Linked DNA regions of Sus scrofa: region 2 is linked to region 1. A link is a contact called in public Hi-C data. All regions are on one chromosome and are shown on one strand. The core of a region is the stretch at or near the end of the contact, and the rest is flanking DNA. Distances in the headings are between cores, read along the strand shown. Region 1 has its middle 46 kb from the start of PPP1R3C. Region 2 has its middle 52 kb from the start of TNKS2.

Evidence for each region. A called contact is a pair of places that touch in the nucleus more often than the background predicts.
Region 2: a Hi-C map of liver shows a contact between it and region 1, with 8 times the contacts expected there. The contact joins two enhancer-like sites. A contact is called at or near these places in 3 of 47 Hi-C or Micro-C datasets (epiblast stem cells, liver and skeletal muscle).

Annotation. Positions count from the first base shown.
Region 1 is chr14:103,231,483-103,234,347 of Sscrofa11.1, reverse strand. No RefSeq gene overlaps it. Among named protein-coding and RNA genes, the nearest start is that of PPP1R3C, 46 kb to the left of the region's middle. Within about 2 kb of position 1,462, at least 7 of the 83 cell types and tissues checked have an H3K27ac peak or open chromatin away from gene starts, as enhancers often do. A contact at or near this core is called in liver, where this site is marked.
Region 2 is chr14:103,342,726-103,345,594 of Sscrofa11.1, reverse strand. No RefSeq gene overlaps it. Among named protein-coding and RNA genes, the nearest start is that of TNKS2, 52 kb to the left of the region's middle. Within about 2 kb of position 1,389, at least 3 of the 83 cell types and tissues checked have an H3K27ac peak or open chromatin away from gene starts, as enhancers often do. A contact at or near this core is called in liver, where this site is marked.

The DNA.
Region 1 (2,865 bases), core at 213-2,712:
ACTGGAGAACACAGCCCCTGTGAAAAGAGGCATTGCTATTCAGCTCCAGCCAGTTGTTGTCAGGTGGGAATATAAATTCCATATTGTCAACTCTTCCATAATTCAATAGAAACCAAAAAAAAAAAAAAATCTGTGTTTTATTGTTAAATATGATTTTAAAATAGTAGGTCAACATTATATATTTGTTGGGTGGGAAGCATCTTGAGGTTGAATTTTGTATCTGATTAATTCAGCAGGTACAAATGGGTAATAAGGTTTTTCCAATTGCTTTCTTCCTCCCAGAACACTGAATGAAACATCTAGAACTGGTGAAAGACAAAAGTGTGTATGTCGCTTGTCATTTGTATTTTAATTGTTTCAGTGTTTCATTTCTCTCTTTCAAACTAGAGTAAAAGCAACTTGAAGGCAGAGAGTATGTCATCTATTACATCGGTCTCTTCCTTTTTAAGGAGAGTTCCCCCAAATTCCATATGACACTGTCACTTACAAATCTTTGGATAGAACATAGTTACATTTCTGGGTATCTGGGAAATTGGGTCAGTTGCTCAGCTAAAAACTGGGGTCCTATTAATGAAGGAAAAGGGATACTGGGGAGTCACCAGCAGTCACATGGCCCTGAAAACTAAGGGACACTGAACCTGGCAGTCACTGAACTCCATGCTATAGTAAATATCATGAATTGTGGGATGTCAGAATTAGAAGTGGTCATAGAGGCTTCTGGTCCACTTTACAGGCAGTACTTTGAGGACTGGAGTAGCGAAGGGACTTACCCAGAGTTACCCAATAAAAGCAGTCCTTCTAATTCTGTCTTGTGCCCAGTGTCTTCATTAGCGTTCAGCCTGATTCCTCCTGCCCTTGTGATGAATCCAGGCTTCCTCACCTTACTGCCCCCTCTGAACTCAGCACCATTGCACTTTCTTCCCTAATCAAGTCTCCACCTCTGTCTTTCTCAGTCCCTCCAGCCCAAAGTTTTCATCACAGGGAGGAACTTGTGTTGATTAGTAGAGGCTTCCAGGGATGGTTTCCCGTGGATATTTTGAGGGTTCAGTAGAAAAAAAAAAATCACTGGGATTGATTAATGCAATCTGCTGTGATTGTTGCTCAAGCAATGGAGACTTTTAGGAGATTTTGTTATCTAAGCCCTGATTCCCTTTAGCAATGAGGAAAAAGCCTTCTTTGTGGCCATATTGATCAATGTCTGGCAGTCACGTGTGACAGCCTCGTTCCTAAAGCTGGGAAAATCTCCTACCTCCTCACAGCCATCAGGCAGGGGGTAGGTGGTGGTGTGACTTTTCACATATCAGGAGCTCAAGGCCATTCATCATCTGGTGCACAGACTGCAACAGGCCACTGGGGCAGCCCATCTGATCCTGTCTTGCATCAGAAAGATAACACTTATCACCACTCCACAGACTGAGCTTATAAAAATAGATGGGATTAGGCTGTGACTAGTGCCCTGGAGTCACCAAGGCGGTGAGGTTCCAGTGACAACTCTGGCACAAGCCAGGTGCTAAATATATCTTGCCCACAGTGAGGACAAGGACAGTGTCAGGGAGCACACCGGCCGCATGATCCTTCCAGTCACGAGGGGAGAAACCCCAAACACTCTGCCCTCAGTCTATTCCCGAACCAGGCTCAGGTCCAGACTGAGAATAGCTTCCCTGGCTCCTGGCCAAGTGTCCTACTCATGGTCCCCAGATAAGGCATCATGGGTCATATCCTGACAAGCATGTGGGCACCACGTGTGGAAGAGGTGGCAGGACTTCTGGGCGTGTATGGAGACAACTCTTTGGTTCAGGGAGAGCATACCTTCTACGTGCTTCATGGACTGTGGGAAATGGGGGAGACCCTGGGCTAAAGGCGGAGGGGTTTGGAAGAGCTCACCTCCCCCTGCACATCCACAAAAGGGGCCAATCTGGGTCACTCCCAAATGGATCCATGGCTGATTACTTGCATTTGGTCAGATGTGCCTATTCTTGCCCTAGCATTTCATTTCTTTGAACAGCATGCATCTGTTACCAGCTCTGTTAAAATTTTAATTACATATTACATTATAACTTTTTTTTTTTTTTTCTTTTTAGGTCTGTGCCTTCGGTATACGGAAGGTTTCCAGGCTAGGGGTTGAATTGGAGCTGCCGCTGCTGGCCTATACCACAGCCACAGCAACGTGGGGTCTGAGCCTTGTCTGAGATGTACACCATAGCTCATAGCAATGTCGGATCCCTAACCCACTGGGCAAGGCCAGGGATGGAACCTACTGCATCCTCACGGATACCAGTCAGATTCACTTCTACAGCACCATTTTTATTATATCATTTTTATTATGAAACTTGAAACAATACAGAAATTGGTTGAGGAAGAAAATGAGAATTTCTGTTTTTCCTTCTCTCTCTCCAGTTCTACTTGTCTCCAGGAGTAATTGCAGTCAACAGTTTGATATATATCTTACATACTTTTTCTATGTGCATACCACACAGTACACCAAGGCCTCTGCATCACAATACACACACACACACACACACACACACACACACACACACACACAGAAGATAGTATAGTATAAAAAGTTACGAGTAGTCCCTGTAAGGTTGCCTGGGTTCAGAGAGTTGTTTTTTATTGGGCAGATTACCTTGCTTTTCTGTGCCTCAATTTCTTCCTGTGTAAAGAAAGGCTAAGATTGGTCTCTATAGGGTTGTTGTGAGGATTAAATGAGCATTGATATTTAATGCTTTTAAAATGGTGACACAGAATAAGGACTTGTCATTATTACTTAGGGAAATAAAAGAGCATATTATTTTTCTTTCATTGTATAAAAAATTACACCAAAATTTAGTGGCTTATAACAGCAAACATTCATTATCTCAC
Region 2 (2,869 bases), core at 140-2,639, 110 kb before region 1:
AGAGTCGCTATTTTTGATGCTGTTAACATCTATGGATTCCTTTGTGAGCAACTACTTATCTTTCCAGAAGAAACTGGATGAGAGCACATTGACTGCAATGAATTTAAGGTCCTCAAAAGGTACAGCCTGTATGTTAACAAGGCTGTTTAATCTCTAATTCTTTAACTCTTTGGATTTAAATAATTGAAAATTTTATTTTAGGAATACAAACAAAACCCACCACTCATTAAGACATTACGTTCTTTTGGTTATGTCCTTTCTCAGGGAACTTGCCCTCATTTTAAAGCTTCTTTTCTTGGCTGCACATTAAGGGTGAGGAAGTGTTCTGCTAGCAAAGCTCCTTTCCTTTTTCCCAATGATGTCTTGGACCATCCTGATGCTTCATTAGGTTGAACTCAAAGGAACCTCTGAAGGACAAGTGTAAAAAAGGGTAACCCACTTTGAAAACCTCTGGTATAGTCTATCTTCCAAGAATTATCTCACTGTGAAAAATCACAAAGTAAGAACAAACAAGCAAAAAAAAAAAAGAAGTGAGGATTTTTCTAAAACACTTATTATTGGTCACTGAATTTTTTTTTTCACATAATCACACACACACAATTTTTTCATACAGTCATTGAACACTACCAGCCACTGTTCTAGGTGCTGGTATTTACCAGTGAGCAAAACAAGACTCTGGCTTTTATGAAGATTTATATTGTAATTGAGGCAGACAGAAAAGGAAAAAAATGAATGAGAAAATTATATAGAATGTTCAATAGTGATAAGTGGTATCTGAAGAGAAATAAAGCACAGAATGGGGAGATGGGTGCCACTATTTTAAATAGGGGGCTCAGGGAAAGCCCAGAGGAAATGAGGGAAACAACCATGTAGATTTGGAGGAAGAGTATTCCAGGTAGAGGGAACAGTAAGTGCAAAATCTGAGTATAGAATCTATAATGGTTTAAAACAAATAAAAAAATACGGAAGTATTTATAATGGAAAGCAATGAACCCTTGTTTTACCCCTTCCTCTGCAGCCCCACAGCCCAAAAGAAAACATCATATTTGTTTCTGTTTTAAGTTTTGGTGCTTATTTCCAGGTCTCTAATTTATATGCTCATATACCATCATCCTGATTTATCAACTTGAAATGTTACATATTAACCTCCCACATCAGATGAAGATTTAGCTCCCTCCCTCCTTGCTCTTCCCAATATCCGATAGATGTACATGACATTTTTAGTCAGGACTTTAGCGACCATTATGACTTTAATAGACTTAAACATCTATTTATGGCTTCCCAAACTGATTTTGGGAAAGAACAACTGGAATTGGGAAGTATAGACAGATCCATGGGATTGGGCAAAGGTCACCAGTCTTGATATTGGCTCAAAGTCCAGAGCTGTTGAAGAGGCACATAGAGTTCAAAGCTGGTCAAAGTCTAGATCAACCTCCATGGACAAAGATGATGAAATGTGAGTGACATTGGTCAAGGTGCACACAGAGATTAGGAGTGGGAAGTACAAGTGGTCTGGGGCTGGTGTGGGGATCTGTTCATGGGAGAGACTAGTTTTAAGGGCAAGAAATGTGAATATCTGGAGAGACGGAGGCACTGGGCAATCTTCCACAAGCAGAGAAGTAGCCTCTTCACTGCAGAATTCTAGTTCTTTGCTGGTGCACCGTGCCATCCACTTGCTTATTGGGTCTGAGATTCCTTATTTGCTTCCTCTGCTCTGCTCTAAATCCCAGCAAGCCTTCCCCTCTAGATTGTATTTCCCAAGCTTCCTTGCCAACTGGTTTCTGTCTATTTTTCACAGATGTAGAACCCAGGAGGGAGACTAGAAGAAAAAAGAAAAGGTGAAGCCAGGGTATTACATCAGGGGGTGTTTTGTTTGTTGTTTGTTAGTTTGGTCTTTTCCAGAGCTGCACCCATGGCATATGGAGGTTCCCAGGCTAGGGGTCTAATTGGAGCTATAGCTGCCAGCCTATGCCAGAGCCGCAGCAACTCGGGATCCGAGCCATGTCTGCGACTACACCGCAGCTCACGGCAATGCTGGACCCCCAATCCACGGAGTGAGGCCAGGGATCAAACCCGTGACCTCATGGTCCCTAGTCGGATTCATTAACCACTGAGCCACGATGGGAACACCTAGTGGGTGTTTTGAGTTTCCAGTTTCTGCCTTGGTGCTCTGACTTCTGGGTTTTGATAATATGGTATTGCAACTTCCTGCTGTTGTGGATTTCTGGGTTATCTCATTGTCCTTTGTTTAGCCTCTCAATTTTTCCAACACTTTTATGACTGGTTCCCTGTATTAACTTATCTCTGCTGAACCATATGGCAGAAGCTCCACTTTTCCAAGATAATTCTGATTAATATACGTTCTACACAATGAAGAGACTTTCCTATTACTCAATTAAATCCATTAATTTCTGATTAGTAAATGAAGATATACTGGTTTTTGGAAGTTTCCAAATTATGATCATTTTTTTAACCTTAGCTTTGACTTCCTTTCCTTTTAGTGGCATCTTTTCTTTCACACATGATTTTTTCCTAGTGTCTCTGAGACACTTCAGCAATGGCATCGCACATAAGATGCTGGACACTTAAATTATTTTCATAGATTCCCAGCCAGATGGTGTATGTCAAGTGATGGTATAGGCACAAAACGTTGTAGAACAAAATGATAATTCAGATGTAAATAAACTATTCGAGCATATGGCATCCACCCTGGTGTTTTTGGAGGTAAAACCGTGGAGTCAAATATGTCTTAACCTTTCTAAAGTTTACCAAATAGCTGGTAGATCAATGATATACATATTTATGAGGAAGTTCCAGAGGTTATCATGGGATTTATGGGCTAATAGGTTATGTTCACCGTCATTCTTGG